6 separate regions of the Mus musculus genome follow, and regions 2, 3, 4, 5 and 6 are each linked to region 1. The links are chromatin contacts, called in public Hi-C and HiChIP or PLAC-seq maps. All regions are on one chromosome and are shown on one strand. Each heading gives the region's core, a stretch centred on a gene start, on an enhancer-like site or on the middle of the called end of the contact. The rest is flanking DNA. Distances are from core to core; before and after follow the strand shown. Region 1 has its middle 44 kb from the start of Gm35201. Region 2 has its middle 120 kb from the start of Gm35023. Region 3 overlaps Gm35546 (predicted gene, 35546). Region 4 overlaps Gm35426 (a long non-coding RNA gene). Region 5 has its middle 32 kb from the start of Gm35426. Region 6 has its middle 150 kb from the start of Gm35023.

What was found. Hi-C and Micro-C count contacts between places; a contact is called where the count stands out from the background. HiChIP or PLAC-seq counts read pairs in DNA pulled down with a chosen protein or histone mark.
Region 2: a contact with region 1 is called in an H3K4me3 HiChIP or PLAC-seq map of embryonic basal ganglia, with 4 times the contacts expected there. The contact joins two enhancer-like sites. A contact is called at or near these places in 10 of 484 Hi-C or Micro-C datasets (the N1E-115 cell line, adipose-derived mesenchymal stem cells, cerebellar granule neurons and 6 more) and 2 of 115 datasets of contacts at active chromatin or transcription factors (embryonic basal ganglia and embryonic limb bud).
Region 3: a Hi-C map of the N1E-115 cell line shows a contact between it and region 1, with 7 times the contacts expected there. The contact joins two enhancer-like sites. A contact is called at or near these places in 3 of 484 Hi-C or Micro-C datasets (the N1E-115 cell line, cardiomyocytes and cochlea) and 4 of 115 datasets of contacts at active chromatin or transcription factors (cardiomyocytes, differentiating embryonic stem cells, extraembryonic endoderm stem cells and 1 more).
Region 4: a contact with region 1 is called in a Hi-C map of muscle stem cells, with 2.2 times the contacts expected there. The contact joins two enhancer-like sites. A contact is called at or near these places in 6 of 484 Hi-C or Micro-C datasets (the N1E-115 cell line, embryonic fibroblasts, muscle stem cells and 1 more) and 2 of 115 datasets of contacts at active chromatin or transcription factors (embryonic fibroblasts and pancreatic cancer cells).
Region 5: a Hi-C map of muscle stem cells shows a contact between it and region 1, with 2.0 times the contacts expected there. The contact joins two enhancer-like sites. A contact is called at or near these places in 1 of 15 datasets of contacts at CTCF or cohesin (the NIH/3T3 cell line), 23 of 484 Hi-C or Micro-C datasets (the C2C12 cell line, the G1E-ER4 cell line, the HL-1 cell line and 12 more), 5 of 115 datasets of contacts at active chromatin or transcription factors (differentiating embryonic stem cells, embryonic fibroblasts, embryonic stem cells and 2 more) and 1 of 9 other capture datasets (embryonic stem cells).
Region 6: a contact with region 1 is called in a Hi-C map of uterus, with 2.6 times the contacts expected there. The contact joins two enhancer-like sites.

The regions. Positions count from the first base shown.
Region 1 is chr1:186,180,130-186,184,198 of GRCm38.p6, forward strand. No RefSeq gene overlaps it. Among named protein-coding and RNA genes, the nearest start is that of Gm35201, 44 kb to the left of the region's middle. Within about 2 kb of position 2,667, at least 99 of the 459 cell types and tissues checked have an H3K27ac peak or open chromatin away from gene starts, as enhancers often do. A contact at or near this core is called in the N1E-115 cell line, embryonic basal ganglia, muscle stem cells and 2 more, where this site is marked.
Region 2 is chr1:185,740,057-185,744,480 of GRCm38.p6, forward strand. No RefSeq gene overlaps it. Among named protein-coding and RNA genes, the nearest start is that of Gm35023, 120 kb to the left of the region's middle. Within about 2 kb of position 1,750, at least 31 of the 459 cell types and tissues checked have an H3K27ac peak or open chromatin away from gene starts, as enhancers often do. A contact at or near this core is called in embryonic basal ganglia and muscle stem cells, where this site is marked.
Region 3 is chr1:186,607,261-186,611,531 of GRCm38.p6, forward strand. All of the region lies in intron 3 of Gm35546 (predicted gene, 35546), which reads left to right. Among named protein-coding and RNA genes, the nearest start is that of Gm35546, 22 kb to the left of the region's middle. Within about 2 kb of position 2,876, at least 149 of the 459 cell types and tissues checked have an H3K27ac peak or open chromatin away from gene starts, as enhancers often do. A contact at or near this core is called in the N1E-115 cell line, where this site is marked.
Region 4 is chr1:186,476,826-186,480,652 of GRCm38.p6, forward strand. The region is part of intron 1 of Gm35426 (a long non-coding RNA gene); the gene reads right to left. Among named protein-coding and RNA genes, the nearest start is that of Gm35426, 7.7 kb to the right of the region's middle. Within about 2 kb of position 1,931, at least 46 of the 459 cell types and tissues checked have an H3K27ac peak or open chromatin away from gene starts, as enhancers often do. A contact at or near this core is called in muscle stem cells, where this site is marked.
Region 5 is chr1:186,452,445-186,456,319 of GRCm38.p6, forward strand. No RefSeq gene overlaps it. Among named protein-coding and RNA genes, the nearest start is that of Gm35426, 32 kb to the right of the region's middle. Within about 2 kb of position 2,132, at least 31 of the 459 cell types and tissues checked have an H3K27ac peak or open chromatin away from gene starts, as enhancers often do. A contact at or near this core is called in muscle stem cells and myocytes, where this site is marked.
Region 6 is chr1:185,771,303-185,775,440 of GRCm38.p6, forward strand. No RefSeq gene overlaps it. Among named protein-coding and RNA genes, the nearest start is that of Gm35023, 150 kb to the left of the region's middle. Within about 2 kb of position 2,024, at least 16 of the 459 cell types and tissues checked have an H3K27ac peak or open chromatin away from gene starts, as enhancers often do. A contact at or near this core is called in uterus, where this site is marked.

The DNA.
Region 1 (4,069 bases), core at 1,417-3,916:
ACTTATTGTTATAACTATGTTTTGATTGTGGGTTTTATTTTGTGTGGTACAATATTTTTGCATATAACACATTGGCCTTGAACTTCCAATCCTCTTTCCTCAGCCTCCTGAGTACTGAGATAATGGGTATGCCTCGCCAAACCTGGCAGCTACTATCTTTGAATGAGTGTTCAGGTTGGAAGATCCTTTGGCCTGGTAGAGCATAGCCCTGGCAATCCATCTGGACCAGCTGGTTCTGGATTGGTTCACTCTTAGCCTGAAACAGGTATCATTCCTATTTCTCTTGTTGGCATTGGCCTGAACTGGTCATAACTATCACAGGCGATGGGAGCAACCAAAATTGAACATAAAGGGAGACCCTCATGGATTCATAGGGTTCTTGAAGAAATTAGGCAGATCATGAAAGTGTAAGGGAGGAGAGGCTAGGAGAGGTGAGCAGGGAGAAGAGGTGAACAATGTTTTATTCATAACTATACTGGCTTTGCCCTCAATCTGGCTTTGACCTGTCTTTGAACATACGTTGGATGTGTTATTTGCCATTTCATTCAAATGTTCACTTCTGTTCCACAGTCAAGCACGTGGGTGATCTTTTCATCCAAGGAAATGTAAGCTCAGAGGTTACATAACTCACCAACTGAAGCCTTATTCCTATAAGGACAGAGAGGTAATGAACCTTCCGTTTATATTTTCTCATTATAGATTAATAAAGGAGGATGCAGATATTCAAAGAGGCAAAGCTATCATAACCACAGTCAGACCTGCTGAGCGTAGGCTTTGATCTGTTAATGCCAATCTGTTTGAAGCATCAAAATAGAAAGGGGCAGGGAAGGAAGGGCAAGATTAGGAATCTAAGCCTTTGAAGTGTCTGCCCTGTGAAAGCCATCTGTAAAACTGTAGGCTGCGTCCCTGTCCCATCAAATCAGACATAATCTTAGTTTACTTAAAGAGACCCTGAAGCTGGTAGCTCACTTTACAGATGGCACGCTGTGCTGTGGAAGAGAAGTCTCCCCACAGGTAGGAACCTAGAACCAGTGGAAATTGTTAAAATGCTACTTTAAAGTAAACTCTACTATTGAGACATTTGAAAAAGACACTAAGCCAGTGTTGAATCAGGCTCGGCCCCACTCCAGTCACCCCATGTTGTGCAAAACAGTGGTCCGTGCCCTGCCTTGAGAGAGACTGTTTCACCTGCAGCTTTTGAATCCAGACTGAAGATGAAGGATGATTGCGCACTTCAGTGTACATACAAATGGCTCGCTCTGTCAGCCAATGAGGCACAGGCTGATGAATGATTGGTTCCTGGAAGGAGAAAACATGCTACCATATGTAATTAAGGTACATTGAGATGATCTAAGCACATGAGCTTATTTCAATCATATCAGGAAAGCACCCAGCCTTAGGAAAGAGGAAACTTCCTCACCTGGAACATATAATACTGCCATGTACAGTGGTGACTCTGCTGATCTGTCACCTGATACCTTGTGTGTGCTTTAAAGGGACAACAGGCAGGGAACATTCCAGCATCCCAGGGTCTTCAGCTTGATTTGCCTTCACTGGTGACACAGTCTGTTTTAACTGTTCTCTCTGTTTGCTATTTGTACAGTGTAGAATTCTGCAGTGGTAGCCATGTGTAACCTAACATAAGTTTTATGTCTATATAGTATTGATATATTTACTGTGTAGTGTGTGTGTGTGGTATAATTGCTGTTGTAATGTGTGATCTGAGCTTAGAATAAAAGAACCTATTTCTTCAGCCAGCTACCTGGAGACTTTGGGACTCCTTGACAAATGTTGCCAATAAAACCAACCTAGCTGATTGTTATTTAATAAAGCCCAGCACTGTGAAAAGATACAAATGTGGCTGTGTTTACAAGTCAGCGAGCTCACAGCAGTTCGCCCAGATCTCTCCTTTTCAGAGATGGTGATAAAGCTATATTGACTTCGTAAAACAGATAAAGAAATTGGAGTGAGAAATACAAGATATTGAGTCAGCACAGCCAGGGATCAAGATGTTCCCTGGAGTCTTTTTGTGTGATCACGTCCCATAGCCAAGTTCACTTATCCAAGAGGAACAAGTGATTAGCCAGTTCTTTTTTTCTTTCTTTCTTTCTTTTTTTTTTTTTTTTTAAATGAACTTTGGCACTCAGCAAAATGAATGTGGAAGACATATGGCTGGGTCCTGTGGCCAAAGTCAGAATTGAAAATTTTTCCCTTTCAGGTCGTTGGCAATCTAGCTTGAGAGCCCCTGGCCAGCTAGAGGTTTGTCCTCTCTCTGTCCTGTGTTCTGCTTAGCATTTCTTTGGCTCTTTCTGAATCAGTGAATGATATCTGCCTTTACAGTAGAGAGAAATTTGTCATTTTGAGATTGGTAATATGTCAGCGACTCCATGCCCTACCTACAGCACACGCTAGCTGCAGGGACTGTGGGAGCAGGCACCGTGCCTATCTCCATGTCTACAGGAGTAGACAACAACGTCCTCCCTAACTCCTGACCCCTGCAAAGGGCTTCCCCGAGATGAGAGCTGCGCTACACAGTTATTTATGAGACGTTAACCTTCGATCATTTCCAAGGCACAACAAAGCCTTCTTCTCTGGGTTACTTATTTATTTATGCCAGCATTACAGTACTTCATTATTGCCACAGGGGGAACCGTCGGCTTAATTTTGCTTCGGAGACAGTGCTGCTGAAGTCATTCGGCTAATGATTTATGCCCCGCGTGACTGGGCAGTCGTCTGTGCTTGCTGATTATATCTTGTTTACTGTTTATAACCAGCAGTCATTATGCCACCGAAGGCCCCTGCCAGCTCACCGCGTTTATTTATCCCTGTGGATCTTTAGATACGCTGGTTAGTATAGAAAACTTTTGAATGGTTTAGTATTTTTTAAAAGCCCCAGAAGCTGTGAATTAAACCACTGTGCTCTCTGCCTCACGGGAGAAAGAGTTTGTTGAGAGTGAGCGGTGAACAGCACGCCCCCATCCCCCAGCTCTCCTGCTTGCTTCTGGTTTGATCAGAAAGAAAGCCTGAGTGCTTTTCAGGAATATGGGGCTGTGACTCCGTCATCAGTTTTGGGTTCTGAGATCACAGGTTTTTCCCCTTGGCTGCCGCAGATTTTACCATATTAAGGAAACAGTTTGCTTAGAGAAATGCTGCACGTGTATACAGGTATACAGGCTAGGTTTGGTGGCTGGCAGGACTCACCCATTTAGCCCTGGGGCCAGCCTCTGTGAACAAAACCTTTACAACCAGCCTGCAAGATTTTTTTTTCTTTGTTCTGAGATGCACAGGGCAGATGAACCACATGGACAGGCAGAGAAAGGGACGGTTTGTATAACGTGGCAACATGTTTCCGCACTGGGAGGTGGCGAGGCATCCTTCACTCTGATTTGTGAGACAAATTCCCTCCTCGATGGGCGCTGGAATTCACCAATGAGTCTAAATGGTCTATAAGCCCCAGGCACCTGCCTAGATCTGCTCCTCAGGGCAGAGAATGACACCACACCTGACTTTTCTACTAAGGGGTTGGGGATCTGAACTCTGGTCCTCACGTTTGCCTGGCAAGCTCTTTACCCACTGAGCTATTCTGCTTGCCCTTTGCAACGATCATGTACAAATGCCTGTCTTGACACTGTTCCCACTCAGAGAGAAGGAAGGAAAACCTTACTGTTCTTGTGAGCAGCCGCAGACCAATCTGGATGACTGGTTCTGAACTTAGCTTTCTCCATCGAAGCTGTTGGCTGCCGAACCCTCCCCGCTCCTCCCCCCACTTTCCTTTGCTTTTACTTTTACATAGTTCTCTCTCTCTCTCTCTCTCTCTCTCTCTCTCTCTCTCTCTCTCTCTCTCTCTCTGCCCCTGGAATAGCTTCATATCTCTGCTCCTTAGTCAGCCAGTTCAGCCTGGTCACAGAGCTGCTTTCTCTGTAGACTGGTGATCCAGTTGAACAATGAGTGCTTGCCCAGGGAACTCAGGCACCTCACATTGAACAAAACACAGGGCACAAGGCAAGAGTTGTTTCTGACAACAGGTTTAGATATGAGAATAAAATCCCTCAACTGCTATAATGCATGT
Region 2 (4,424 bases), core at 500-2,999, 440 kb before region 1:
TGAATTAGAGACTAGCCCCCAATACATAATAAGAGCCTGTCTCAAAAGCCAGAAAAAAGAAAGTCTGGTGAGTTGCAATCTATAGTTCTGCATATATTTTATTTAGGTACATATTATCTATTGGCCAAGTAACTGTGTTTGAAATTATCCAGTGCTCTGATTCTAAGAAAATAAATGTTGGTTCTTAGAGAGATGGCTCAGTGGTTAAGAGCACTGACTGCTCTTCCAGAGGTCCTGAGTTCAATTCCCAGCAAGCACTTGGCGGCTCACAGCCATCTGTAATGGGATCTGATGCCCTCTCCTCTGGTGTGTCTGAAGACAGCTACAGTGTATTCATATACATCAAATAAATACACAATTTTTAAAAAACAGAGATTCAGGAATATTTTAAAAAGAAAACAAATGTTGAACCTCACATTTTATAAGGCATCAGTGTAATTTGATTAAAAGATGTGAATACCTTTTTTAAAATGTCATGTTGGTGTGGTGGCCCAGCATATGGAAGGCAGAGACAGGACATCCCCACACAAGCAGGCTACCTGCACCAGATGAAACAGTGAGTTCTTGGTTTATTGAGAGATGCTACCTCAATTTAAAAGGTGGAGAGCTATCATGGAAGACACCCATGTGTGCTTGCATATATACACATCTAGGCAAACCATGAGACCAGGCATATACACATGTAGGAAACACACACGCGCGTGCGCACGCACACACACACACACACACACACACACACACACACACACACACACACATCCATCACAGAAAAAATGATAATAAATTCTCTTTTATTGAATCAGTTTTAACTTGATACAAAAGACAGTGGTGTGTCCCAGCATAGGATGAAACAACCACTCAGTGTCTATACACGTTACAGAAGGTGGGATGGCAAAGGAGTTACTTCCTTATTTTGCTAAAACAATTCAAATTTTATATGGCCAGAAAACAAAAAGAGTCATTGTTTTTTTTTTTCTTTTTCCACACAGCTCAGTTCTTTTATTTCTGGTAATTCTGGCATACTTTTTGATGATGATAATCTTAACAGCTGATCCCTTCCCAAATGCCACTGACTTAGGAGAGGGCATTCCCTTCTAGAAGGGGAGGCAAAAGAGCCTTGAGCGGAGACAGAGTTACCAGCGTTCCTTTGTCTCTAGCAGACACTCATTAGGATGGGTGCAGTCACTCAACAAGAGGGTTTTGAGGACCAACAGCAGCAGCTATAATAGGATTCTCCCTGTATTTGATCTCGCAACCCCCCAAGTCAGCTGCTAATTAGATGCCATATTTATCTTTTTCTCCTCTAAGTGCCTAGTAACACTCAGCTGCCCCCACAGAAGAACCCAATACAAACAACTTTTACCTAGTCTCCCCTGCCTCCTGGTCTCTTTCCAGACCTCCCTCATACAATTTTCTTAATTATATCTTCCAGCATCCCCAGCTGTCCCATTGAAGCAGCTGCCTCTAATCCTAAATAAATATTTCCTGTTCTCCTTAGAAACAATTGAACCTAGCCCATGCCAAGCCTTTGGCATCTGCGGGGCTCACTGGTGGCCGCGAGGCAGTTGCTCTTTACCCTTGGAAATTGAGCAGAGGCTAATTCTAGTCTATTCTCATTACAGCTCTTTGTCTTTGAATAAGGCTGCCTTGGTTGCTGTGCCTGCAACTTTTCAGTTATGCATACTCAGTTGACTCACTGAAATCGCTTGCAGGAACGGTTTGCCCTCTGGGCAGCATTAGAAACAGTCAGGACGAGTGCCAACCCGAGTGTGTGAGCGTGGATAAGCAGTGCTGTAGATTGGGCTTCCAGAGGCTGTGGAACTGGCTCTGGGAAGGCCGGTGCAGAGCTTGGCCTTTTCTCTGTCACCTCTGCCTCTCCCCTAGATGCTGATGGCAGAGCTGTTGTTTCTCTAACTTGGCTGTATTCTGGGATAGCTGGAACGTTTAGGACAGTGCTGTACCTGAGCAGACTTCTCCTTCAGATCTGATTTACTGGGATTGGGAGATGACTTTAGGATGTTTAAAAACTGAAGTGGCAACAACATGATCTCCTGATCTAAAAATACACTTCCAACCCAACATAGATAACCCCCACCTCTTTCTGGGTCTATTTATTTTAAAGGATTTATTTTATTTTTAATCGTGTGTGCTTGTGCATGCATGCAGAGGTGCAGGGCATGTACATGCAGGGGCCAGAGGCATCAGGTACCTCTGGAATTAGTGTTCCAGCTATGAATCTTCTGGCCTAGATGCTGGGAACTGAGCTCAGGTCCCTGTAGGGGCAGTGCTCACTTTTCACAGCCATTGTCTAGCTCCAAGGGCCTGCTTTCCCAGTCCTCTTGCTGTTCCTTCTGATTGACAGTGTGTTACTGTTCCATCAGTGTGACAAGAATACAGAGATAACAAACTCACAAAGATGAAAAATCTTATTTGGTTTCTGAGATTTCAATTTATGGTCATTTAGAATGGTCTGTTAGGCCCACAGTGACCAGGATGCAAAGCAAAGCAGGACAAGGCAAGGCTCTCGATGTCCCCTCCAAGGGCACATCTTCAATAATCTAGGTTTTATTGCCTAGGCATCATATCTTAAAGGCTCCATCACTTCCCAATAGTTCCACTGACAGAAGGTATAGTAGGAATTTATAATCCTAATACGTCTCTATAAAAGACACACAATCCAGGAATTTTATTTCCAAGCCACAGTCTAGCTTCTGCAAATCTAGGGCTATACTAACTTATTCCCCAGCTATAAAGCCCCTTGTTACTTGCTGTTTCTCCTGGCTGTGCAGTTCTGGTCCATGGTGGCTTCCTCCTCCACCAACTTCCTCTCTCCCTACCTGCAACATTCTTTTGAACTTCCAGTCCCACCTTACTCCTTACACTGTCCAATCACAAGTTCTAGACTTTTATTGATCAGTTAGATTGAGGAGAAGATTCACATAGCATCACTTGAGTACCCTTGAGTACCTGAGGAGGATCTACTCTTTGGGGGCAACCACATCTCAAGGAACCAGTATTTAGAATTAGAGTACAAGCAGCATCAGACCAACCCACTACAGAGGTCATCTAGGGAAGGGTATGGCAAGCAAGGTAAGTTTCCTGGAGATGGCCACACATTCTGTATGACTGCATCGGGTGCACTCAGGAGAGGCACAGCCCTGGATACCTCATTCCAGAATTGCTTCTTGCTGCTGACATGCCTTTCCTGTCACTATTACATAGCCTAATGAATTTTGGGCATCAGCTCATCCTATTGGGCAAATTTCCTGCTGATCAACATGAAGATGAATTTTTATTAGGTGAATTAATCATAGCATTCCTGCTTTGATTCAAATAATTTTAAGAAGAAAGTTTAATGAGATGGTTTTGTCAGAAAGATGTAACAAAGTTAGAATCAAGAATAGAATGTGCCCCTCCTCATAGAATAGTAAGTAAAGGCTGAATAATAAGGAATGCAATAAGCTTTCATAAGTTACACTAAGAAGAGAAATAAGCTGTGGTAGATCTGTGATCAAAGAAAAACATTTATTCTAGGTCAGATCCAAGGATGAAGCCACAGGTGTACACTATGACAAAGCAAGTCTATATATAACTGTTGCTTTGAACTTATAATGATCTTATAGAATGAAGTGCAGCTTTGACTTACTATTGACATCCTTCTGTAACTTCCCCTCTTATGTAACATTTTATGTGAGGTAAATTTATAAAGAACTTTTGTCAAAGGTATAAATTGCTAGAGAGAAGAAATAAAGTGTGGCATTTGGGGCTCAGGCCCATCCACCAAATGTATATCTATGGCTATTGGGACTCAGGCCCATCCACTAAATGTATATATGTCTGACTGTCTATGTGTGTGTGTGTGTGTGTGTGTGTGTGTGTGTGTATTTGTGAACATTTGTGGAACTGTTGAGACAGGTGGTTGGGCCCAGCCAAACTGTGTCTCTCTGTGTGTGTGTGCGTGCCTATGAGTGTGCTTGAATTCATGAAGAGTTAATAAACTCCAAGCTTCTCATCTGGCCAGCAAGGGGCCTTGGAGCCAGAGGGAAACTAAGCCTTATTTCTTAATCTCTTGCTGATATCAGCTGGAGTTAATTTCCAGAAACCAGGGGCTTTTAGCCACAGAATAGAAAGAGAGTTAAATTGCCAGAGACCATCAGCAGCTGGCCCCCAGAACAGTAAGAGAGTTACACTACAGAGGTCATCAGCCTTTGTCTTTCTTGCACTGTGTTCCACCTCAGTTCCTGACCCTGCTGAGGATGGTCACCAGCATCACCACGCTTTCAGGAGGGGGACACTCCAAAACCGAACAGTAGCAGTCAGCAAGGCCAACCCAGAAGTCACTAGACTGAGGCTTTTCTTGTTTACTTAGCTCTGCTTGTAGCTTCAAACACAGCTCAAAGGAAGAGAATTTTGGATGGCCTACA
Region 3 (4,271 bases), core at 1,626-4,125, 430 kb after region 1:
TGTGTGTGGTGTGTGTGCACGCGTACACGTGTGTTTTGGGAATGAAAAGTAGAGATACACACAAATATGTTCTTATGGAGGCTTGTGATTTGTTTTAAATCTAGAGTTCACTAGCCAGAACGCAAACCAGGCTAGCAATACCCTATGGCCAAGATGGCTCCCGTCTTTTATCCCTGATTTAGGTGGCAACTGTGTCTCATTGCATTGGTAGGAGGTTGACTCCATAGTCTAATATAATTTGCTAACCAGAGGAAAGAGGTGTGTGTGTGTGTGTGTGTGTGTGTGTGTGTGTGTGTGTGAGAGAGAGAGAGAAAGAGAGAGAGAGAGAGAGAGAGAGAGAGAGAGAGAGAGAGAGAGAGAGAGAGTTTCCTTGCCTGGCTAGCAACCTTCTTGATAAACAACTACACAGAAAACCAGAAGTACTTCTCACATCATTGTGCCTGGAGCTGTGGGTGAATCCAGGTCCTCATGTTTGCATGGTCCACATCTTACCTACTAGTTACTTCTCTAACCCAGATCCTCTTGCCTCAGTCTCCTATGTTCTAGGATTACCAGCATGCACTAACACAGCTGGCTATTACCTAGTTATGGTAAAAACTCAACTCATAACAAAGACTAAAAGTATACACGTTTTCTTCCGATGAGAGCCCAGCATAGGTGAGGCTTTTCTACCAACCTTCTCCTAACTATGTGCAAGCTCCCCTATACGCATTCAAATGTGTCTACTTCTCCCAATAAGATTTGGGCTCTCAGGGCAGACATTCTCTTTCCTGATGCCATTATCAATGCCCAGTCTCTGAAAGTTTGTCCGGTGTCTGAAAAGAGTGACATCTCCTTGCATTATCGCATATGAAATCTATAACAGAAAAGAAAGTAATGCCTCTTGAAAGTGCCCCTTACTTGTGCTGACCCAGGCTTCTCAGCAGAGGAGTCCTTGTGTGTCCCATGCCCTGAGTCCATCTAAGAACTGTCTAAGACACTCAGACACAGGAGTACTGTCTCACAGGTCTCCCACATCGCACTACGATAGGAGGACATCTGCTACTCCTAAAGAGCTAATGGACTCTAAAGATAGCATGAGCTCTCAGCCCACTCTAGAAAGAACAGTGGGTGTATAGTTCTGAACCTTGGAAGAAACCAGTTTCTCTTGCTCCTTTTATCCAAATCATCTGGGCGTGATTATATTCCAGAAACTGCACCCTAGCCAGTAAAAAAAAAAAAAAAAAAGACTTGTCAATTAATGACAAAATCTGGTATTACGTTCAAAATAATCCAGTGGGGGGAAAAAATCAGAATGTAAGTAGAGATATAGGCCAGCCATAGTTGGGAGTAGCAGGGAGAGGCACTGTACTGTTCTTATTACTTTGGTTTCTGTTTGAAATTATCCATAATGATAATACATTTCAAAACTCTTTATGGAATTACTAACTTATTTGGAGTACTAAGTCTTCAAGTGTTCTCTTTCAAAGAGGAGCACTATCTTTTTAAGATACTGCACTTCTGTGTATTATTTTATGCTGGCAGACAAAGAAATGGAGTTCATTATGACATTTTTATGTAGAAATGTGTAAATGTCGTGATTCTTGTCCTAATCCTGCTTCCCTCCAGCTCCCCAGTGAGCTTTCTGCTTTCATGCCCCATGTAGTCCAGGAGTCTCTTTTAAAAATATGTTTTCTAAGCTGGGTATGTTGGTGTACACCTGTAATTCTGCAGTCTAGGCACTGAGGCGTGGATGCAGGATTTGAAGTTTAAACTAGTCAGCACTACACTGAGAGACCTGATTATAACAGCAGCAACAGCAACAACAACAACAACAAACACACATCTTCCTAGTTTAATTCACACTGGGAAAACATTCTTGTCACAGTCACAAGGAAGTCGGGAGACACTGAAGGAGATCGTAAACAATAAGACCTCCAGAGATGCAAATGTTAGCTTCACCAATTACAATCAGAGAGATTGTAGAGAACATTACTTAATGTCTCTGGAGTCGGCCATCTCATCTGTAACCACTGTAGGTAATGACCACTGTATTGCTCAGCTCTGGGAGGTTACGAAGCTAAGATGGAGAAAATGGATCTGATACAGTAGGCACTGAGCAGCAAACCTGATGCTTATTTTTCACAAGACCACCCATTTGTGTGAGTTGAATGGTGATGGATGCAATACTAATATGTAGCCATTGCTATAAAATCCCATAGCATAGTGGTAGACAGATATATACATTTATGTGTCCCCCGGGGAAGAGCTAAAATAAGAATATGTATGCAGAAGTCCTGGTGTTCTGGGAGGACACTGAGCTCTGGTGGGCAGGGGCCAGTGAGTGGTTAATCAAGAACTCAATTAGCCCATCCTACCAACAAGGAAGCCCTCCTTCATAGCCTTCCAGGACTCTCAAGCAGACCCCTGCCTCCTTTGGTCATATCCTAGGTAACAAATGGAAAGCCACCAAAACATATCATTCATAGTGGAAGAACACCAGAACAAACAGCCACTGGCTTGCCCACTTATTTCCAGACAGTGCATCTGAACTGCTAATAAACAGAGAGAAAAGCTTCATCGAGATGCAGAGCAGACTGGAGAGTCCAGCTCGGGGGTTGGTGGGATAGCGGCAAGGGTAGAGCCCTGCCACGCCCCCCCCCCCCCCCCCCCCCCCCCGGACATCAGGAGACTGTTTGTTGCAGTGTCTGCCTCCGGTCAGGGAACAAAGAAGGTTTGGAAACTGACAGAGAGATCTAGCTGGCAGGAAAGCAAGGGTGCGGAGAGGCTCCAAGTCCCTGGCTCCACCTCTTTTCTATTGGCACTATAAATACCGTTCTGAAATGTTACGGTAACTTAAGGAGTCTCTTTTAGGAAGCATTTGGTAGTGAGTCATCGGACAGCTATGTGTGCACCCTGCTGTGACTAGGCAGAGATCTGCCCCTGGCTCTCAGGATGGCTGTGTTAGAATCCCCCTCCTGTGACAAAGAAGAACATTTACCTTTTGCACACCGGTCGCCTCTACTGCCCTGGCATCACAAGCTGCTCTTCTGCCTTGTTCTGTAGCCTTCTAGGAGAGGAAGAGAAGACTCATAAGCCTGAATGGCATGAATGCATCCACTTTAGAAAGACAAAGCTGAAGCTAAAAGCAGGGTCTGAACTGTTTCTAGAGCCAGACCTCTTTTCCACCGTGAGGAAACTCAGTACAAGGAACTGAATTTTATCCCAAATATGCTAGGCGCATACTCGTAGACTAGTAACTAGTATACTGGTTACATATATCTATTGCACGGGCATCTGCAGGAACAGTATTAAAGAAATATGGCTGATACTTTTCACAGACGTGGAGGTGTGGCCTGCTATGTTTCATCTAGTACCATTCCTATACCTATGGCTAAGCTGCCATGCTGGACACCTGCCTAAGTAAGTGCCACACGCTTTGTTCCTGGGGGTCCTCTTTTAAGAAAGTCTTCCAGCCAGTAGTTACCACCATCCAGGTTCTAAACTGCAGACACATGCTAGCACTCTAATGACCTGACAGAGAAAGGGCCTTTGGTTTATATTTAACCCCGCCAAGCTCTGCACATTGCTTATTGGTCTTAGATTGTTTATCCTTTGAATAAAATGAGCTATTGTATACTAGTAACACATGTCTATTGCATGGGCACATGAAGAAACAGTACTACAGAAGTATGGTTGATACTTTTCGACAGACATGGACATGTGGCCTGCCATGTTTCATATGTCTTTGTGCTGGCTTGCATAGTACATGAAGACACAGACTCAAGGACCATTGTCGGCTTCGTGGTGTGTTCTTAGCTTCTCCTAAGACCCGTGTGACGTAAGCCAATTGACTCATGAATTTGGTTTGGTTTGGTTTAAGACAGAACATCTATATAGACACAACTGTCCTGGAACTCACCGTAACTCAGACCGACCTTGACTTTACAGGACTCTCCCCAGTGTCTTAGTGTGCTTCTCTGTTGTTGTGATAAATGCCATGACCCAAAACAGCTTGGAGAGGAATGAGGGACGGTTTAGTTCATCTTTCACGTGTGGACCACAGATCATCCCTGAGAAGTCAGGCCAGGGAGGTCAAGGCAGGAACCAAAGAGGCAGGAACTGAAGCAGAAGCCATTGAGAAACACTGCTCATTGGCTTGCTCCCCATAACTTGTACAACCTGCTTTCTTATTCAGCCAGGACCACCTGCCCAGGGGTGGCACTGCCCATGGTGGGTTGGCCTGCTCACATCAATCATTAATAAAGAAAATGCTCCACAGACTTGTCTGA
Region 4 (3,827 bases), core at 681-3,180, 300 kb after region 1:
AGTAGATAGAAGCAGTAAGACTTGGAGATGGCAACTACCTCAGGTGAATCAACATTACACCACTGCTGCTGCATCGCCATGATCCCAGACATGGCCCTCAGTGGCTGCATGGGCTGGGATTCCTCCATGGCATCGGTGATGGGGCCTGTTACTCACATCAGGCTGTTGCTCTTTACTCTCACATCTCCAGTTCCACCTCTATAATGCTCAAACTGTTCTACTTCTCTTTCTCTCCCATCCATCCACCACACATTCACACATGTAGTAGCTCCCAGTGAAGGCAAGCCGTGTGGTGGTGGACCTCTGGGTATCTTCTGCCTGCCCACGCCATAAGGCATGGCATTGAGACAGATTCCTGTTGTCTTCCTCCTCCAACTTGCCTTGATTATGTAACTTTATTTAAGGCATCAGGAGAAGGACAGAAGGCTTGGTCTGACCTTAGGTGGGACCATGGTTATGCACAGTAAGGAGTATCTTGACACTTATGTGCAGATGGCAAAAAGCCTACAGAAGAAGATAGGATGTGCACCCTTACAAGGACTACCATACCATAGTCCCTCCCTTCCAAAACTGGTTAGCAGGCATCAAGGGAAGCTGGGAAGTCTGTTAGCAAGAAACTATCACCCAGTAACATGCTCAGCCTTTAACTAAAACTATAGTCATAGTTTCCCTCCTTTTGTTTTTTTGTTTGTTTGTTTTTGGGTTTGTTTTGGAGACAGTGACCTATGTGTCCCAGGCTGGCCTATAACTCACCAAATAGCCAAGGATAACCCTGTGCTTTTTATCCTCCTGATTACAGGGTGCACTGTAACTCATCAATGCAATGCAGGAGATGGAGCCCAGAACTTCAGCCTTGCTGAATAAGTACTCTATCAACTTAGATACCTTAGCCACAGTGCCACAACCAACCATATTTTAACCTATTAGAGACTCTTACTATTGAAGTGATTCATATTTTAAATATCATTCAGGTCACGAATTATATAAGGATTAAATTTTGATCCAAACCATTGGCAGAAAGAATGAAAATAAAATTGTCATTTAAATGAATTCATATAATCTACTCATTTTTTTTTTCAGCATGACTTTCTTGTTCAAAGCTAATCAAAGCAAGCGTACTGGGTTTTGTTGTCTAAGATCTTGCTTCAAATCAAGGTTTGAAATAATAGCCAAACTGGTTAACTGCTGGCTCATGAGCAAAAATGTGTGTGTTTAATTGAATTTATGCTTCTTTTAATTAGCTGATTGTACCCTTGGTCCAGTCTTAAGATGCCTCTTAAAAGGCAGTTTGAGAGTGTCTTAGTTAGGGTTTTATTGTTGTGAAGAGATGTCATGACCACAGCAACTCTTACAAAACACAACATTTAATTGGGGCTGGCTTACAATTGCAGAGGCTTAGTCCATTATCATCACAGCATAAACCATGGTGGCATGCAGGCAGATTTGGTGGTGGAGAAGGAGATGAGAGGTATACATCTTGATCCCAGGCAGCAGGAGAGAACTATATGTGTTTTAGACTGGGCATAGCTTAAGCATTTAAGATCTCAAAGCCCCACCACCACAGTGATACTCTAACAAGGCCACACCTCCTACAATAAAGTCACACCTCCTCCAGTCAAGCCACACCTCCTAAAAAATGCTACTCCCTAATGCCAAGCATATTCGAACACATGAGTCTAATGGGGCCATTCCTACTCAGACCAGCCCAGAGAGTCCATGGATATTCTCAGGACATTGACTTCAAGCCCAGGACAGCAGCAAGCTGCCTCTGAGGAGCCCTGGTTTCCTGATCCAAGCCTCCTTCCCACCCAGGATCCCTTCTTGGGAACCAGGATGCAGCGTGACTTGGAAAAATGACCCCAGCTCCCAGGTGGAAAGCAAAAGTCAGCAACTTGGAGACTGGAACGCCCTCCAAGCCAAGGCTTAGTCACCCGTGTCAACAATCCAGATGCCAAAAGCAAAGTCCTGTGAGAGAAGGAAACCGGAAATAAGCAGTAAAAGCCCTAGGGCCCCACTTGATTCTCTCCCACTACAATCCATGTGACATTTAATTAGAATGGTTTTGTGGCTATTTATAAACTCTGTGTTCAATTGTGTGTGTTTGTTTACATGCACATTTATAAATAAATGTAATTAAAACTTCTTGAAATAAATACAATCTCAAAACAAGATGCAGAGGGCCAGGGCTTCCGTGTGGTATCATAATTTTCCATGAGCTGCGGAGCTGCCAGAGATGTTGACAGGCAGTTGCATGACCACTGACACTACAAATCATACAAATGACCTTTCACCTTGCAGTGAACTTAACAAGTACTAGCTTACAATCACGTTGGAGTCATGCATGGAAGGCCTCTGAAAGGAATCAAAATCAAATCTAAGGCAAGTCATTGGTGTCTTAATCAATGTCCTATAAACCTAAGAGGTAGTCACACCAGATCTGACGTGGTGGTTCAGATTTCCAAATACGTGGAGGTAGAAGGATTGTTGGATCACAAAGTTACATCTAAGTGATTTTTTTGCTTATCTTCCAGAAAAGGACTTTGTGGACCACTGAGTCCAGACACATTAAAAGAAATTAAGTGTACTTGAATCCTATTAAAGATACCACTGACAAATATTTTTTAAAGATTTATTTATTTATTATATGTGACTACACCGTAGCTATCTTCAGACACTCTGGAAGAGGGCATCAGATCTCATTACAGATGGTTGTGAGCCACCATGTGGTTGCTGGGATTTGAACTCAGGACCTTCGGAAGAGCAGTCGGTGCTCTTAACGGCTGAGCCATCTCGCCAGCCCGACAAATATTTTTAAAAATATATATACAACTTAACTACTCAGCAAAAAGTAACTACAAGATTCAATGCCAACATGGCCAATTAACCAAAACTATCTGCAAATTAATATTTACAGAATAAGAGGAATTGCCTAACAGGAATATTGCCTGTCATCATCAGAATACCATCAGTCCTAACATTAATGTGTAAGTTGGAATTCAGTTGTCTAAGTTTCATTTAGATTCTGCAGTGTAGAAGGTAGATACTTATTGTTCATCCTGACTATGAAAGCTAGCTACCTGATTCACATCACTGCTACTGAAGGGAGAAATAACACACACACACAGAGAGAGAGAGAGAGAGAGAGAGAGAGAGAGAGAGAGAGAGAGAGAGAGACAGACAGAGAGAGAGAGACAGACAGAGAGAGAGCATACATACTCACAGAGAGATGAAGATAGAGAGACACAGAGATAGAGAAAGACAGAGAGTCACAGGGACAAACAAGAAGTAATAAATCAGACAAATGAAAGGCCAGGAGTGGTGGGTCAAGAAGGCAGGTGAGCATGGAGCCTAACGTCATCTCTTCTGCTTCCTGCAGTTTTGCTCTTAGGCAGAACTTTGCCCTTTAACTATGAGGAAAGAATCCAAAGAAACAGTTTTAGTAGTATAAACAACACATTGCAAAGTCTTTCAACACCCAAATAAACACAAAAGTTTTGGAGTATGTATATTAAGAGGAACACACACACACACACACACACACACACACACCAAATTAACATGTTAAAGGGTTATGGATCCAGAAAATCTAGAATCTAACAAGGTATAAGCTCTTCTCCATCACTCAAAAAGGGCAGAGCCAAGTATTCTTTAACTTGTTCTTTTGAAGGTCCCCTGAAAGTCACATTTAGAACTTCAGGGCACTGATTATCGCCCAGTGAATAGAGCATACTGTACTGACACTTGTCGACTGGGTTCTTAAACCATTTTCCTAGCAAGCATCTCACCAAGGAATGATCGTCAACTTGGAATGATCGTCAACTTTACTG
Region 5 (3,875 bases), core at 882-3,381, 270 kb after region 1:
AGTAAGCCCCCTTCAGCTTCAGATTTATACTTTATTTCTGGGCAAATGCATGCATTTCCCATCAGAAAGATTTGGCTAATTCTTTCGTCTGTTCCTTATACATCACCTCCCTCACAGCCTCTTTGGAAGATCGCTGACTTCAGAAACCCAAGAGCCTAACTCAGGCACCAATAACACTCAGTTCAAAGGAGGGTAGCATTCAAACGGACCTGGAATGAATGAGGAGTGATGAGATTTTCATAGGTAGGCAGGCATGTTTCTCTCAGTAACCCTGACAGAGTTCTAGACCAAACAATACACAGTAGAGTTTACATTCTAAATCAGTTTCTCAGTCTCTACACCAGTTGATATTTTAAACCAGGTAAGTTTTTGTTATGAAGGATAGTCTTTGTATAATAGAACATTTAACAACACTGTGGTAGCCTCTATTCCTACCACTGTTAGGTATTCCAACAAGACTCACCTCTGGGCATTGAGAAATGCCTTTTGGTGGCCCTGACAATGATCCTATTTGAGAAATACTGGTCCAAACAGAGTGAGTGATAATGATATCTAGGAATCAGAATACTGGGACACTATCCTTATCAAAATGAAAGCATTGTATGTGTGTGTATCTGTCTGTCTGCCTCTCTCTGTGTCTCTGTGTCTCTGTCTGTCTGTCTGTCTGTCTGTCTGTCTCTCTCTCTCTCTCTCTCTATATATATATATATATATATATGTGTGTGTGTGTGTGTGTGTGTGTGTGTGTGTGTTGTGGGAGTGGGGGTGTAACAGTAGTAGTAGCAGTAGTTTAGAAATCTGTACAATGTATTTTAATATCTACACTCCCTCCTCCCAACTTCTCCTAGAGACACACCCTCTTCCCGTTTTTTAGTCTCATCAAGGCCAATGTATATAGCCTAAATATTCTTGGATGGGTGGTCTTCCACTGGAATATGGTCAATTTTTCAGAGACTATACTCTTAAGTTAACAATTGACAGTAGTCCCTCAGGCAGCGGGTGGAAGATTTTCCTACCCCCTCCCACTTTCATATGTAGATTTGGTAATCTATTTTAATAACATCACTGGATTGTAATGAACCCACCAGTGAAAATATCATACAACTAGATTAAGATAGTCATCCAAGCAAAAACTTGCCCAGTCCCAAACTGTGTATCTCGGTGAACTTCTGTCCAGGTAGAATGGCCGTTCTGAAGCCATGGGCTTCACTCAGGGTTTTACACTTTTCATGATGCATTGCATTGTAAAGCATTTGCTACCCAAACAAACAACAACAACAAAACCTGTGACAGTTTAAATCAGTAGAACAATTAGGCTTATATCCTCATCCAGGACTCGTGCCCTGTGCCTACACTCTATCCTTCCTCACCACCTATATTCGTGTCGTCCCACACCCATACTTATAGCTCTTTGTATATGCTCATGAACATATTATAAGCTAGGATCCACACAGGAGAGAGAACATGCAGTTGCTGCTGTCAGTTTCTCTAAGTTCAGGTTGCCTCATCGAATGCCTATTTCTGAGTGGGATTATGTAAACTATCTTGGATGGGTAGCTTTTACTGTCAACTTGGCACAACCTAGGATCACCTGGGAAGGAAACTCAATGAGGGATTGTCTATATCAGCTCGGCCTATAAGTATATCTTGACAGCTTGTCTTAAGTTAATCAAGAAAGAAAGACTCATCCCACTGTGGGTAGCACTACTCCCTAGCAGAGGGATCCTAAATTGTATAAGGGGAAAGAATTCAAGCCAAGAACTCGCAAGCAAGTGGGCATGCATGTATTCCTCTCTCTCTCCCTCCCTCTCCCTCTCTCTCTCTCTCTCTCTCTCTCTATCTCTCTCTCTCCTCTTCCTCTCTCCTCCCCTCACCCCCTCTGCTCTTGACTGTGGGTATAGTATGACTATAGCTGTTTCAAGCCTCTGGTGCCTTGACTTTCCTCCTATGATGGACTATAACCTGGAACAGTAAGCTAAAACGAACTCCACACACACACACACACACACACACACACACACACACACACACACCCCAAGCTGCTTTTTCTCAGGCTGCTTTATCAGAGTCACAGAAGTGAAACTCGAGCTCTGCTTAAGCCATTTGGCTCAGTCGATTGCAAGCCCGTGGTTACAGATTTTCTCATTAAAATAACCCCCAACACTGCCAAATACATCAAACACAGTCTTAAATTTCCTTTCTGCAACAACCTGATAGAACCAACATGCAGGTGACATAATATTAGGAAATAAAGTCAACTAAATATCATCAAAGCATCAAATCACCTTAGTCCAATTTTTCTTCACCAAAGACATGCTTTTGATCACTTAATTATGTTTTTCTAAAGTTAGCTGGACTCAGAGAGTTGCTGACCATCACCCTTAGATCTAGATACAACTCACTACTTCTGAGAACATCTGACCAGAGAACAGATGACTCAGTGCCAACACATTCCCACTGTAGGAAGAGCCTAGTTGACTGGAGGTGAGTCACTGGGAATAGACTCAAAGAGGGAGAAGAAAATCTATATCTAAAAATAAAAAGAAAAGAAAAGAAAAGAAAATCTATGTCTTCCAAAGGCATGCAATGCTTTCTTCAATTATTCTATCAGTCAAAAGCTACATTTTACAGAGACATAGGAATGGAGTTCTACAACCATTCCATGTACAAACATATCCACAGATTATCGAACCTTCTAGAAGAATAACAGTGAGAAAGAATAGGTCTCTAACAAAGAGACGTTTTTCTGGGAAAAGGTGAAGCAGAGTCGCAAGGGGAGGGGGTGCCATCACTTACATGTTTGACACTCAGAGGCTGCACTAAAGAAAACATTTCTGGCATATTTTTAAACTTATTATGGCAAGTGGACCCTGCTGGGTCACATGGATAAGCTTGCAATCCAATAGGAGTCAGAAATGCAGACAAAAAATACCCTGGGAAAGTTCCTCTGCTCATGGTAGAAGAGAACTCTGAGCGTTGCCCTCTCCAGCCTATAATTAAGATGAAAGGCATGTTTCCCTCCAATTTGCCATCCAGTGGCATGGTGAACATTCCATCCTGGCTGCCGCGGCCCAATTCCTCTAATACAACACATTTTTTTTAAGGGAAGAAAAGGGGCGGCTGCGGAGGTGGGGGTAGTTGGTAAAATACACATTTCTACTCCTGTAAGTGTTTCATAGGATGATCTATTTCAGTTTCAACTATTTTTAACTCAGTTAAAAGAAAATATTTTTGAATTGCTCATTTCTTACAGGAACTGAAACATAAGGCTGCCTGTCTTCAAGGTCTTGTTTGCTCCAGGTGTCCATTGGTTTTGTTGGTAACCGCTGCATGTGATGGGTCAGCCTCAGAAAGGTTGGATGGTAAGGTGGGGGCCCAGACACTCATGTTTCCTTCACCGTCTTGGGATATCAAAATCTGGCTGAAGATCCTTTGAGAAGACCATAAAAATTCAGACATCCCTGGATTTCATGTGAAATGATATGAGAACCGTTCTTCCCCCTTTAAGTTAGCTCCCTTTGTACCTCTCCTGAAACCAGAAAGTAGGTCTGGACTGAGAGCTTGACCTCTGTGCATGTGTGTTTCCAAAAACATATCTTACATATGTGTATGTATGAACACATAATTTGTAGAAGTATACACATATAATTTCTCAGATTTTTAGATACACATAAACTTAGCATGTATGTTTTTATTTATATCAAGAGAGAGCGAGAGCGAGAGATGGTTACATTTATGAAGCTGGTGTATTTTAATCTTCTAGAAAGGTCATCAGTGGAGTCCTAGGAACACTTTTTAAACTTCAGATTTATTCTATTATTTCATTTATGTGTACTGGTCTAGATGTATTCAGATGTGCATGAGTGCAGTGCTCA
Region 6 (4,138 bases), core at 774-3,273, 410 kb before region 1:
CACCTAATATTGAAGGCCAGACCTGTTTGCCTCAGAGGTCAATCCCTAGGATATTTTGATATTTCTTCTAGAATTCTCCTTGATACTGAGGAGGAGTTAGGGAAACAGAGCTAGTGCAGGGAAGTAATGGTTGGCCCCTTAACATGGCTGCTGCTTGTATCCCTGGATGCTGCTTGTCCCTAAAGACTTTGGCACCTGAAGTGTGTGTGTGTGTGTGTGTGTGTGTGTGTGTGTGTGTGTGCATGTGTGTGTAACATAGCAAGTTGTCTTCCAACTCACAACATGCACTCAATGTGTTATATTTCAGTGAGTTCTAACAATCCTTCCTGACCTCCCCCACTTCAGGTACCAATGACTAGGTTGCATTTCCTTAGCTCTGACCTTGTGACTAATACATTCATACAAACAAAGCAATTAAATCAGTGTCTGGCACCTAAAAATCACTCAAAAAACATCCACCCATTATTCCTCTCTTAGATGTCTCTCTTGATGTATTTTGATTTTTCTGAAGTCATCATTCACTCTCTCTTCAAGAGGACCTTTTTAACTTGCAGATTTTCTGAGTGACTGGGCATCCATTTAAGGATAAACTATTACTTCTTTATTTCTCCATTCCTAGTTGTTAGTTATGTCATCTATGTGAACATCGTTGTGGTCTCTGTGGATTCTTCTTATCAAAGGGTAGATCTTTTAAATTTAGTAGGTGAGTGTTTATCATAGGACTTGGGAAACCTATTTCTGAATGGAATTTTAAAAATACAGCCCAATATAAAAATATCCTTATGAGGGACTGAGGAGATGGCTTAGTCTAACACACTCCTTGTCTGTGCAGGAGGACCCAAGTTCAGATATCCAGCACCTACATCAGAGAGCTAGAGATGATCAAGTGCAGATCTTAACCTTGGTGTAGTAAGGATGAAGACACGTAGAATCCAGGAGCTTACTAGCCTGGCCAGGCAGTCGATCCTGTCACAGAGTAGCCAGTTCAATGAAAGAAGGTGGGAGCATTCAAGGAAGGTACCAAACGTTGACTTCTGTCCTACACACACATACACACACACACACACACACACACACACACACACACACACACACCACATGTCTCTTGCTCACCATATATCTATATCTATATCTATCTCTATCTCTATCTACATCTCTATCTACATCTATATCATCTATATCATCTATATCTATATCTATCTTCATGAGTTAGCTTTCATGACAAAGGGAGTAACCAGGGGAAGATGACCTCTGTGTGTGGCTTCCATCTCCCTGCTCTGGAATAGTAACTTGCAGAAATACTCCAAGGAGTTATCGTGAGCAGAATGCCACATGCCAGGTTTATTGTTTCTATTGGACACATTTCAGAACAGCCTGTGACTTTACAATGACTGCTTCCAGATCAGGCTCTATATTCTAGTTGACATTTTAAAAATTAGCCTTTCCCTACAACTGAAAGAGCCAGGACCCTATCTGCCCTTTCTGCTAATAGTTGGTAGGAAACATGAGCCACACAATGGCAGACATGGACCCAACTCAGATTGTCCCCAGATAGAGAGGGCTGAGTCTTCATTTGTTTGGAAAAGTAAAAGATTGGAGCTATTGATACGTAGCAGTTGTTCAGGGCATCCTCAAGTCATGCTTCTACATAGCACAAGGTGGGTCTGTAAAAGGATACTGCCAAGTAACCCCTAGAAGGAAGATGGAATAATTTTCTGAATAACATTTGGTTTTTGTAGCAACACTAGGGCTGGGGCAAAGATAAAATAAAAATGCATTTATAGTCCTGGAAAAAAGAAGGCAGGCATTATCTCCCTCATAAAACCAGCTGCTCACCCTGAAATTACATTTCTTCTAGAATATTTTATTTTATCTTTGATCATTATAAATTATTCTTTTAAAGTTCTATTTTTTGCTTTTTAAGGTTCCGATTGAGAAAGCAGTTGGCATCCCTACACACCAGGACTTACACAGGCTTATTTATTGAAAAACCTCTCAAGTACTTCCCTTTCCACCCGTCTGAACCCATCAGGGTTGCTCTGTGGAGCTGTCTTGTGGACAGTTATGGGCAGAGTCGGCTAACCACCTCTGGCGGTAGAAGCGACTTTCCATGGCTCTGAGTGCCAGATACATTTGCTTACTCAGAGTTTCACTTGACTCATAACCTTTTCTTGGTGGTGGTGGTGGGGGGTGTTTTGTGTGATTCTGAATTACAAAGAGTTGACTGGGGAACTTAAGGGGGAAAGGGCTTAGAGAGGAAGATGGAGGATCAAGGGGCAAGGTGGCCAAGTCCTTATGTTGTTCTAGGTCTAGAGATGGGTCTTGACGGTGGAATGCTGGAGACTTCATCCCCACAGGTAGTTCCTTTCACTGGGAGAATGTGTGAACACAGTACCCACGCTTCCAGCAGAAGGAAGCTGCTCTTAGAAGCAGCTTGGCACGGTGGGCTCTTGGTAATCTGGCAACTCATTCCAGAGGCTCGGAGCCGCTGGAGACAAGGTCTCCTCCCCTGTTTATCCTGAAGCATCTAAAAATCTTCCCGAGGCATTGTATGAGCCAGCATGAAGACCATAGAGCCCGGAAGCAGAGGGATCACTTTATTAGCAGCAATAACAATACTAACAAATAAATTACTAACGATAATAAAACAATCACCAGCAGTTAGGATTTTATAGATCACAGAGCATTTTCTCCTTCATTTTCTCATCTCAGATAATGGCCATTTGTTACAACGCTGCTGGCACTGAGAAGATTCAATACAATCATTCTCAGATCAAAGGAGGGATTTTCTCCCAGCCCCTGGGAGTGGTGGTAAAAATGAATTGCCTAGGGTATTGACTTGGCCACCCCAGAGAAAACAGGAGGGAGGGGAGGAATAAACGGGAGGATCTGGATATGATGCTATTCTGTGAAGCAGTTTGCTTCTTCCCCCTAGAATTTTAACTGCACCCTTGGGATGTAAGGGGCTGGATAAAGGATCAGATGGTCTTTGAATGCCGTACTGTGTTGAAACATAAAGGGACTTCATAAAAATCCTGGGTTGTGAAATATTAAATATTTGGCATGTGTTGTAGTTGTCAAATGAAATTAGTTATATAAGCAGAACTCTCTAGCATGGTTTCCCTTTGTCCAGCGTTGGAGAAAGGGTTTAGTGAGGAAAGACCAAACCATCTGAAGGCTAACTTGTGAAAAACCACTTCCCTGCAGAGGAACATCTGGAGACCTGGGAGATGGCTCCCCTGGTGAAGTGCTTTCATGAGGACCCGAGTTTAGATCACAGCACCAACAGGAAGGAGGGGCTCAGTGGTGCACATCTGCACTCCCCATGCTGGCCGGTGGGGGTGGGGAGCTAGAAGACTCCCTGGAGCTCACTGGCCATCTAGTTGTATTCCAGGCTTTGTGAGAGACTCTGTCTCAAAATATAAGGTAGAGAGAGAGTCAGTTCCAAAGGAAACCCCAATTCCCCAAACTCTAAAAGATCCAGAAATGAGCTCAACCTGGACAGCGGAGGATTTCTGGCAGCTAGATAAAAGGCAGCATTCCTCAGGAACTCATGAAGCCAGTTCCTCTACCAAAAGGAGTCATTTCTCTTACCGCTGGCAGAAGGGGCAAATGGTCACTTGTGGTACCTATTAGCACATCAAAGCTCATGCTGGCCTCCAGGACTCCTCAGGACCCCAAGTCCCTGCTACACGTTTCCAAGTGCATGCTAGCTTCTTAGCCCTTCTCATCTCCTCCTCCACCCTCCACTCCCTCCAGCTCCCTTCCTCAGGCAAGCTCCTCCTTCTTTAAGCCTACTGTTCTTGCCTTGTTCCCTCTCTTCCCCATACCGCCTTTCCCTCCCTTGCAGATAGCCCTGGCCAGGTCAAAACTGCTGGCCACGCTCATTCTGTTTCTTCTCTGCTCCAGACTCTTCCAGATGCCCCAGGCTGTCCTCTTAGAGCTACAATAAAAACCTTCCCTCTAACAGTACCATGGAATAGGCATGTCAGCAGTTTATGCAAAGAATGATAATGGAAGACACCCAGCATTGACCTTTAGTCTGTACCTACCCACACACCTATGTCTTGTATACACACACACACACACACACACACACACACACACAGAGAGAGAGAGAGAGAGAGAGAGAGAGAGA